Linked DNA regions of Sus scrofa: region 1 is linked to region 2. A link is a contact called in public HiChIP or PLAC-seq data. All regions are on one chromosome and are shown on one strand. Each heading gives the region's core, a stretch centred on a gene start, on an enhancer-like site or on the middle of the called end of the contact. The rest is flanking DNA. Distances are from core to core; before and after follow the strand shown.

Region 1 (5,706 bases), core at 223-2,722, 110 kb before region 2:
CATATGCCTCAGGTGTGGCCCTTAAAAGGAAAAAAAAAAAAAAGAGAGAAAGAGAGAGGGGTTGCCAGAGTGCAAATTCAGGGTGGGGAAGGGGAACTGCCCAGGTGAGTCAGGAAGTGCCTCAGCAGAGCTGGGGGATGAGGAGGAGCCTGGGAGACACTGCCAGCAGAGGAAGCAGCATGTCCAAAGACTATGGCATAATAACAAGAAGTGCAAAGGGGATGTGGAAGAGGAGGGACAGCAGGAAGTGACAGCGGATGGGTGACACGCCCCAAATGGAGGCACTTAGGAGTGGCCTTTAAGAGCTCCAAAAGCTTCAAAGGGTTGAAGCCCTAGTGGGACCCCATCAGTCCAAGCCATCCTGGGAGTCTGGGAGTCCTGCTCCTTAGTGTGAGAAACAGATGGTTTACTTTGGACATAGGAAACTCTTCCAGAAGAATCCACTGCCATCTTCAGAGGGCTGAAGACAACCATTCTGGCTTGACGCTGTTAGTGAGTGTTAAGGTCTCTAAGTCATGAGATCCTATCTGGACTTCAAGAGTCAGGGTCTAAGGTCACTCCAGTTCCTACAGAAAAATTACTTCCCCAGAATCCTGATTAGACACATGGCTTAACTTTATTCATCTAGAAAGCTTTACGAAGCACCATGGGAGATATCCTCCTTGGAAGAGAAGTGGAAGGGACAAGGTTCTGGCCTTGAAGAGCTTAGGTCGTGTGTGTGTGTGTGTGTGTGTGGCGGTGTTGGGGGTATACATGGAGAAAACCAAGACATTCACAAAACGATCTGAGCGAATATCACGGAGGAGGGGTCTGGAGATGGGGAAGGAACTGATGGTGCATGGAAAGAAGGAACTCCAGGCAGGAGAGTTCACTGGAGCAAAGATACAACGGTGGGAACATGCCTGCCACCGGCCAGAAACTCAAACAGGTACAGGAGACAAGCTTGACAGCTTAGGATGACTTTGGCTCTTGGGTCCTGGCAGGGGCTGGGCCCAGCACAGCCCACCAAGGGCTCCTCCTCTAAGCAGGGCTCCCACGGGCTCACTGCAACTCAGGCGGCTTCTGTTCTCCAGCGCAGTGAGTATGAAGCACTGGCAGCCCCTCACCATGGCGTCAGCAGTCAGTTAATGAAGCATCAGCCTGGGGACCGCCACCAGCCCCGAAATAGGCTGGACAGAAGAAAAGCAGAGAGGAAACAAAGATGCGGAATATGGGAGAGAAGGCAGGTGAGAGGCAGGGCTGGGGTGGGGAGAAGAAAAGAATAATAAGTGCGGGGCGGGGGGGCCCCCCTGCCTGACACATGTCCAGCCACACAGTGTCCTGTATTTAAAACACACTTCAAAGCCTGCCCTCTAGGAAACCGGCCCTGACTAACCATCAGAGAAGAGCCGCTGAGGACAGTCTGAACAGCTGACTTGACGGGCTGCTGCCTTGACCTTCCTCTGGTCCCCCAGAGCTCCCGCGGGCCCCCTCTGTCGTCCCTGGCAGTTGGAGACTCTGCAAGAGGAGCGGTCGGCCGACCAGACGCTGCCTCTCCTTATGTTTGGTTATAAAAGGAAGAGCTGCTGTGGTTAGGAGCCAGGAGGTACTCCTTTGATGCAGGCCACATGAAGTCATATAAATGTGGAAGTGTAAATTAAATAAAAAAGAACCCCCTCTCCCCTCTGATTTCCATTTTTACCACAGCCCCCAGCCAAGCAACCATCATATGGCATTCTCAGAGAAACAATAGGGGATCTGTTTAAACCGAGATGCCAAACGGTCATGAATTGCAGAATATATATTTTTAAACAAGTTATTTTCCCCCGTGGTAACATCTAGAGTCCAGATCTACACCCGAGGCCAGCTGGCAGCAGCATGCAGGGCCTGGCTGGCGAGCCGGGACTGCTCGTTTACCTTGCCCGCCACCGCGGGAGGGGAGGCGGGTGCCGGCAGAGCTGCATTTTTAGGGTATGTTCCAACTTCCATCCAGCCTTTCTTGGTCTGGAGCTTTGCAAGTGTTTATACTCACACCCACACGTATAAGCTGCCCTGCAGCCCTCTGCTCGGATTTTCCTTTTAAAGTGAAGCCATCTTCGTGCCCTTCGCTGGTGGTTGACCAGGTTGCAGGGAGTCCTTACCAAGACGTCATGCACACAGCAAGACACCATGAGCTGTGAGTCTGTCCAGAAAGGGACCAAACGTCCCAGCCACGCGCTACAGAGCACTTGGGGCCGCCCTTGGGAAGACAGCTTTTGTTCCCGGGGGATGGAGTGTGTGAAGACAAAGGGCCTTTACCACTTTACCAGGGTTCTGGGTAGGCACTCAGCAAAGGTCCAGGCAGTCTGCCCAAGGCCCTGAGGCCCTTCTTAGGTCAAGGTCGAGGCCACAGCCGCCTCTGCTTCCCTGGGGGTGCGCTGCTCTAGAGGAAGTCTGTAAGCTCAGTACCAAGGCTTTGCCTTTCCCTCCCTGAAGGCTCACTTGCCTTTTCAGAGGCTCCCCCAAGGGAGCCTCCCACACCCCCAGAGGCCCTCATATTTTTCCCTCTTTCTATTAGGCATCTTTTTCTCATTGATGTACTAACACTCAAGTTATGTGTAGAGAATGAGGAAAAAGAGACCTTGTGTGGGGCTTGGGGTTTGTTCAAAGCCTGAAGAAACTGTTTTAGAGGGTGTATGTTTTTTATTCCTTTTATGAGAGATGCATGTTTCCCCCCCTCTGTGACTTGTTTAAAAGTAAAGTTTAATATGCTGCCAGAGAAATTGCTGGTTAATAACTTAATAAGCAATGTGCTAGGAATTATGGGAGAAAAGTAGTATCCAAGAAAACTTTTATTGTACAGTTTGGGGCTTGGCGGATATATAGCTTCAGTTATTATATAAAACGCTAACAGAAGTCTCCTTTCTTTTCAGACCTCACCTCCCTAGAATTCTTTTAAAAAGGGTACATAAGTGAGGTGAATGGAAACTTCTAGAAGCTGCGTGAGAGGTCTGCATGTAGATCACAGGTGAGAACTTCCAACGGCACCGACAACAGAATTGTGCTGATGTGAGTGCAGCAACGCATGCACTTGGAAATGAGTCCTGGCAATGATCCATTGTAGTAATAAAAGTTTTATTTTCAAAAAGTATCCTTGCTTTGTAAGATTCTTAAGAGAGAAGAAAAACAGGCACCACTATTCCCATTTTTAGAAATCAACAGAGTAGCTGGCATCGCTCAGGTGACCTACCCAAGATCAGGGCAAAAACCAAGAAGGGAGTCAAGGTTTTCTAGACAAACTGTGTCTATGTGTTCCCAACACAATCGGATGAAAAGTATGACGCAACGGCGATCAAGGAGAGTATCTGGGTTTGCAGCCGCAAGCTCTGGTGTTGTGTCCTGGGGGCCAGTCTGGTGGAGAGCAAGGCTCCAAGCATAGCTGTTTCTGTGAGGGCCAACCTAGGGGCCCGTCGGCACGGCCGACTCAAGTATCTGACAATAAACACTCCCTCTATTTGCTTAGCTCTTTTGAACTCACACACCCATTGCTCACCGTGTCTTTCCCCACCCTCATCTATTTCACATTTTAGAGCTTCCAACTTTACGGATAAAAACCGAGACCCAAAGAACTTAAGGTCCACACATCACTAGTTAGTACTAAGCAGGGGCCAGAACCCAGACCTGCCACCTTTGAGTGACCCTGCCTCCCCTCGACCCCAGGGAGGTGCGTTCACACCTAGAGGCTTTTCCGTTTACCCAGTGCCTCTCCAAGTGGCCCTGCCTGTGGTCACCTGGGAACACAGGGCCTCTGGACCGGGGAGGGCCTCTTCCGGCTCAAGCAGGGAATAAGGTCCTGAGTGTGTGTGAGAAGCTACCTCCAGAGGCCTGCAGCCCAGTCCAATGGCTGAGGAAGCCTGGGCATCACTGACAGCCGAGGGGGAGGAGGGCGACGAGGCTTTGGGGGGTCTCTCTCAAAGCAGCTCCCTTGGCCCCTGGACATAAAACCTGCTCACATGCCCACAAGCCCCCCTGGGGTCAGCGTGAAGCCTAACCATGGAGGACGAAGTGCCAGGGCTGAGCCAGCTCAATGTGAGCACAAAGACGCAGGAAGCTAAGCGAGGCCTAACGCAGTGCTCCTGCCAGGTGTGCATGGTGCTTGAAACCCTGTGCTCAAGTTACTGACTTCGGTTAAAGGAGCTGCCTCTGGAAGATCATGAGTAAACGACAGTGGTACGACCCATAAGAATCAACTTCTTGACATTTAGCACTGAGTAACATGCCCGTGTGATTTCTTGGTCATAGCAACTGGCAGTCAGCCAGCTGAGAGTGGATTTCTGCGGAAAGGGGATCCAGAACCGTTCTCTTTTGACAGCAAGAAGGTCCAGGGCGTGGGTCATGTCCAAGGAGGGCAGCTCCTGAGAGAGGCCCTTGGACAGCCCAAGGGCCTGGGGTTGCAGCATATTCTAGGAGGATGATCAGGCTGCAGTGGATCCAGAGGCCAGAAAACAAATGTGCTCTCCACATCCCCAATTTAGGCCACCTTCGGAGCCAGACCCATCTGTCAAGTAGGAAGAAGTCACCTGCTCCTTGTGTCTGTTTTTCCACCTACGGGTATTGGTTTGGATGAGATCCCTGTTTGGGAAGAGGGAGTCCGGTGCTCTTCTGAGTCCCTTTTGGGGCTCCCAGGGGCTGAGAAGCCATGTGGGTGGGCTGCGAGGCCCCCAGCTCAACTTGCACTGTATTTGCCATCTCGATTACCTTGAACGTCTTGAACTTCCACTTAAGCTTCTGTTTGAAGCGAGGATTCCACTGGATTAGGTGATCTCTAAACTCCCTTTCTTGCTATAAACTTGTGGTGCTACAGTCCTCTTAGCAACACTGAGCAGATGAGAGCCACCTAGTCTGAAATGCACACAAGCGGCATCTCTATTCCTATCACTAGCTGCCCAGGCAGGCTAGAAGGGCTTCCAAGGGCCAGACACGGCCAGGGGATTGCTACTAGAGAGCTTCTGTTAACCTCCAGGAGGGGCTGGAACGTCTGTTGACCATTGAGAGAGGCTGGAAGATTTAACACCCTCCTCAGTGTATCTCATGAGCATGGAGACAGCAGCCTCCTTAGCCGTGTAAGCCTGAGCTTACTGACTTCCTCTCGACTCTTGGGATAGATTCAAATTCCTCTAGCTGACATTTAAGGCCTGCCACAACTGGTCTCTCACCAAATCTTGCACTGCTCTCCGAACACACCGTGTCTTCTGTCCCACAACACAGCACCTGCATTCCCCACAGGGTGCGGCTGCTCCAGGGTGACCTGCTCTTTTCCTGCCACTTTTGGGGTTTCCAAATCACATCCAGGGTCCAAGAGGCAGCTCAAATACCTAGCTCCCCTAGAAAGCCCTGCCTGGCTATCCCGGGCCACATTCTTCTGTGAACTCTTGTGCTTGTTGTGTGTACTACAGAATTCGAATTCTATATGAATGTCATTGTCAGCGTCACATGGCTATGTCTTGTCAACTGGACTGGCTCTTAACCAAACTCTGACAAGAGACGTCATTAAATATGCCTAAAGTGGTCCCTGCAATGCTGAGCGCGGTACTGAGGTACTGAGATTCCTTCCTTTGTACTTGGGCAATGAGACCGTCACAACTTACTTACCAACACGGGCTCTATACGAGTGTAACCTCACTCATTCTCCGATCTATGAAGATGAATCTCATCTAAACAACTACATCTCGCCTCGCCTTTAGAGAC
Region 2 (5,270 bases), core at 1,730-4,229:
AGGCATTTTATTCAAAGGATAGGTTCTGGTTTATATGGATCTGTAGAAGCTTTTTGCCATGGGAATCTAAAGAACAACAATTCTAAATGCAAAATGTCCTACATAAAAGATTTTCCCCTTCTTTCCAATTTGGCTATGACTCTAAAGAAACAGAGACACAACAGTCACTAAGAAGGCAGGACATCCTTCCAGCTAACCAACTTTTACATACTGTTCCTTATGGTCAAATGTTGACCACACTGTGGTAACTCTTTTTGACTTTATGACCTTATTACTAAAACCATCAATTTTACTCACCGTTATTTGAGCAGAGGAACTGCTTGAATGCCCAAAGACTATTCTACAGTGCTATTTAACCTTTCCCAACAGAGACTCATTGAAAGTGGGAGCTTGGTCAAATGTTTCACCTAACCTTGCAAAGATACTTCCCAGTAAATATTTGAAGTATATAAATACCTCCAAGTAAAGTCTTTAAAAATGTGTAAAACTCACAAATGTTAAGCAAAATACCTATCTTAATTATATAATCACATTTAAAGCAAAACAATGCTATGAGTTCAGACAAGAGCTAATAATATGACACATAAACTGAGGCAGTTCAAATACTATTTATCTGCCTACATTCAGCTTATTTTCAATAACAAAATATTTTTACATAATACACACAGTGTTTTATTTTAGAAAAGGCTTCTAAAAAAAAAAGAAAGAAAGAAAGAAAGACAAGCTTCTACTACATCACGGATTAAAATTTGAAACCATGTTCCATAGATTATTTATTCTGTGGTAGGATGGACATGAGGAAACACAATGTAGAGAAAGAGCAAAGGTTTAGAAGCAGCCAGATGAGAGGAGAATTATTTCTTGGCTGTGTAAGCTTGGGTGATTTGTTCAGCCTTGCTGAGTACCTTCCCACCTTGTTTTCTATAAAATGCGAATAACAGTGCCTACTCTGTGGAGTTACTGTGAGAAATGAGATAATACATGGACAAATCAACACTGTACCTTCTCATCCAATTACTCACGCATTGTTCTTTGGCCTTGGCTCCTGCCACCTGGCCCTCCTTGTTCCCTGCCCCACTTTAAAAGAGGAGATGAAAGGAACGGGGGGGGGGGACTGGTACAAATTACCATTAACGTCAACACACCTTGAGATTCTAAGATCCAAGAGTATCAGAGAACATAAGTCACTTTCACACTTGCTATACAAATAGCTTCTAAAAATACATGAAGTGAAAAAAAAAAATAAAAGTACATGAAGTGCAGGCACTGAAAATATGGCTAAAATTTGGGTCTGGCACAAAAAAATTTTACCTAGTATTCTGAATATGTTAACACTTATATTTTGTAGCAAATATAAGAGTCAGAGGCCAGGAAGAAAGCTATAAAATGGGGTGGATGGATCCATATTGGTAGAAAAAAACATGGTTAGGGTGTCCAAACACAAATAATGAGTGTACCTGCATACATACACACACACATACACACACACACACACCACCCAGAGGATGTGTGTGAGACAATAAAAATGGTGATATATAATGCTGCTCTCCCATTCTCCTACTCACCCAATCTACGAAAACAGTATTTGTTTTTTAATGCGCTCATTCTAGTGGTAAAGATAGACACTGAACATACACACAAATAGATGCAGATGCTTCAACAAAGGTATATTTCATCCTTGGAAAAGAAAAACCATATTTCTCACAATTATTTGTGATTACAGTAACACTGGCTAGCTGTTGAGTCTGTACGGAAATAATTTACAGTCACTCTAGTAGTTTTCCAAATTTGTCAGAAAACAAGCAGCCCAGAGAATGACTGATACAAAGGCTGAATAAAAATAACTAATTGAAGGAACAGTCACTGATCATTTTCACATGTAAATTTTGGCATTCCGTCTTAGTTTTAATTAATTCCATTAAATTGGTGTTTCATAGGTCAGAGGATTTTATGACTACACACCAAAAATGTTGTTTATAAAGCCATTTAGAAGGAACTGCCCACAAATATTTTCTAATACATTTTTTCCTTTTGTCTAATTCAAATTGTGATTGCTTCATTTTTTCCTCCTTTAAGTCCAATTTTGTTCTTTGTATTTACTTCTACTTCTTTATTTGCCATTCAACAAGGGGCAGTCCATCATAAAACCTACTCCATGCTTTCTAAAATTTATGTAGTACCAAGTAACTTCAACCTGTAAGTACACTAAGAAAGAAAAAGGGGGACAAACCAACAAATCAGGTGGTAGGAGATAAATATCCTTACATACACACAAAGCCTCACTCTCTCCACAGAGATCCATAAATAGGGTGGCCAAGGCTTATTTATAGAAAGGACAAAGGGACAGGATAAAAATGAAAATACAGCCAAAGAAGCCTCTTCGTCTCCTCTGGCCTGATTTAAATAGGGTTACTCAAGTTCATGGATTGGTAATAGATGATGTTGCAAAATTAGGATGAATCAGAGTCATCACTAAAATATTGTTTTATTCTAAGAATGGACAATATCATATGTTTTGCCCTAAAACACATGACTCATAGGGAGCCCATGATTCCTTTTCCATTCTTCCCTGAAATTTGACAAAAAAAAAAAAAAAAAATCAGAAAGGGTAAGTTAGGGGAGCCACATACCTAGAGTTTCACACCATTTTAATGGTGGTTTCAATCCTGCTATTACTCAGATATGCGACTCAGGTTAAGTCACTTAACTTCTGAGTCTCAGTCTCCTATCTATTAAACGGGGATAATTATACCTAACCTAACTCCCTTACCAGGTTACCACTAGGATCAAATGTGAAAGTACTTTGAAATCATCAATTTCTGCTGATTCGACCTCCTATTTCTCAATTCTATTCATTTCTTTCAACTTTCATTGTCACTATTCTAATTCAGACCACCAACATTTCTTCCCTAGGCTGGATCACCTTTATAAATAGCAGAACACCACAGTATACCGTTCACGAGGAAAATGAGAAAGCCAAGCTAAATGTATTCCATTTCACCATCTAACATTTATTTGACATTCTCCTGTGACTGCGGTCTGTATGTATTTGTGGGCATGTATATTAAAATGTCCTTTGTTTTACGAAATGATTCTGACAGGTGGTGCATTTAACATCCTTACTTAACAAAACGAAAAGGTTAGTAACTCCATTATGGTGATCCACAAAATTTAATTTTTTTTTTCTGGTTCATGAAGTCCAAATGTTTGGGTACCATTAGCCTATATTATCCTAACAAACAAAGCCATTCAAACAAACTCATCCCTGGTCTTCAAACTTTTACTTCCAATCCAGCTTTATTGTGTTCTCTACACAGTGGTCAAACTGATCAAACTAAAACAAATCTAATCCCTTTATACCTGTGCTTGAAATAACTTCCTTGCTCCTGTGTCCTCAGGTTGGCTGACCTCATCTCAGGCCACGTGGCCCTTGCACTCTGCATAGCAATCATGTGTTGTGATGGCTCATATCACTCCTGACTTCTGAACAGGAACAGCCCCCTCCTATATCACCTCCTCTTTCTCAGGTAAATACTGCATATCCTTTTGCTCAGCCATTATCTTTTTTGCTCTAAGGTGTCTTCCTTGATTCCTCTAAGCCCATATTCCATGTATCCACCATGTACCATTACAGCAGCAACTCTTACTTCCTTCACTGTAGAACTTCACTAATATGTTGATAAATATTTACTGGGCTTCTGCTATATGTCAGGCACTGCTCCAGGTGCTGGAGATGGAGCAGTGAATGAGATAAAGATCCACTCCCAAGGAGCTGACATTCTAGTAAGAGGAAGCAGGTTAGAAGTTAAAATTCAAAATAACAGAGAAGTGAAACACTTGGTGATGGTTCATCCCTGTATTCCACGGACCTGGAACAATGTCTGGCTCCAAGCTGGTGCTCAAAAAATATTTGTCGAATGAATAAACATTCATTTTAGGAGTGTCAAAAAGCACTATACAAGTGTGAAGCCTTGACAACTGTGGGCATTGGGTTCACATCGGCCTATTAAAATCTCTTCCTAGAGTCTGGCTTAAGTTTTCAGAAGCCTTAAAGCGGGCTGCATCAGTCATATCAGGGCATTCGATATTCTAAGACTTGGTTTTACACTTGGCAGAAGTAGTACTTTTACCAGTAATTTTCAGATCAAATGAGTTAAGCACTGAAGGCTCAAACGTCCCAACTTGGCACAGTCTCCATCTTCCTCAAACTCAAAACACAAAATTAAAAGAAAGCCAGTTCCTTATATGGTTCAGACACCAGGATGTTGGCCTCCTACTCTACCAAAAAGGTTCACACTGGAAAAGTCAATAACTACCAGGAACAAGGGCCTTGTCAGATCACTGTCAAGGCATAATCCCACCTGAGCTGTCACCCACTGAAGTGAATTAAAGTCAAGAAAGTCAACATTTAATGAATATTCACTTGCCTTTGGTTCAAGAATGGTCTTAGAAATAAGCTTTCCTTTAATTAAGAACAAAAGTACCCCAGAAAGCTGAAATGAGATCTGAGGAACAGTCCACCTGAGTCAGCTAGTCAGCATAAGGAAGAGTTGGCAGTCCCTGGCTGACAATGCTCCAGAGTGTGACTGAAACACCATTCTGTTCATGTAAAGATGTGGAAAACACCGAGTGCCTGTCATGGTTCAGTGGAAACGAATCTGACTAGCATCCATGAGGATACAGGTTTGGTCCCTGGCCTTGCTCAGTGGGTTAAGGATCCAACATTGCCATGAGCCGTGGTGCAGGTCACAGACGTGGCTCAGATCCCTAGTTGCTGGGGCTGTGGCGTAGGCTGGCAGCTACAGCTCCGATTCGACCCCTAGCCTGGGAACCTCCATGTGCCGCAGGTACCACCTTAAAAAGACCAAAAAAAAAAAAAAAAAAAAAAAAAAGAGAGAGAGAGATTTGGAAAACAGATTTTTCTGGACAGATCTAGGCCTGACATCTCTACTACCAAGCTGACAAGCCAAAATATGAACCTGGTACAAAGGTACCCAGCAGTTCTAAAAAGAGCTTGCGGTGTTTATAGACTGCTAATTCTCAATCCTGGGCCTAGACATACACCAATCAATCAAGCAATGGACAGTCGTGTCCTGAGCAGTATGCTAAGTGCTCTGGAGGACACCGGCAGCGCACATTAAGGTTCAATTCTAAGCCTCAAGGACTTAACATCAAGCTTAAAACATATGACAGAAGTTAAAGCATGATTGAAGGACTGGCATGGTAAGAGCTAACAAAGTGGCACAAGCTTGCTCTGGAGGCCAAAGCAG

Evidence for each region. HiChIP or PLAC-seq counts read pairs in DNA pulled down with a chosen protein or histone mark.
Region 1: an H3K27ac HiChIP or PLAC-seq map of skeletal muscle shows a contact between it and region 2. The contact joins two enhancer-like sites. A contact is called at or near these places in 2 of 47 Hi-C or Micro-C datasets (retroperitoneal adipose tissue and subcutaneous adipose tissue) and 2 of 2 datasets of contacts at active chromatin or transcription factors (alveolar macrophages and skeletal muscle).

Annotation. Positions count from the first base shown.
Region 1 is chr3:97,104,552-97,110,257 of Sscrofa11.1, reverse strand. The region is part of intron 32 of THADA (thyroid adenoma-associated protein); the gene reads right to left. Among named protein-coding and RNA genes, the nearest start is that of ZFP36L2, 93 kb to the left of the region's middle. Within about 2 kb of position 1,472, at least 22 of the 83 cell types and tissues checked have an H3K27ac peak or open chromatin away from gene starts, as enhancers often do. A contact at or near this core is called in skeletal muscle, where this site is marked.
Region 2 is chr3:96,994,165-96,999,434 of Sscrofa11.1, reverse strand. All of the region lies in intron 28 of THADA (thyroid adenoma-associated protein), which reads right to left. Among named protein-coding and RNA genes, the nearest start is that of THADA, 120 kb to the right of the region's middle. Within about 2 kb of position 2,979, at least 9 of the 83 cell types and tissues checked have an H3K27ac peak or open chromatin away from gene starts, as enhancers often do. A contact at or near this core is called in skeletal muscle, where this site is marked.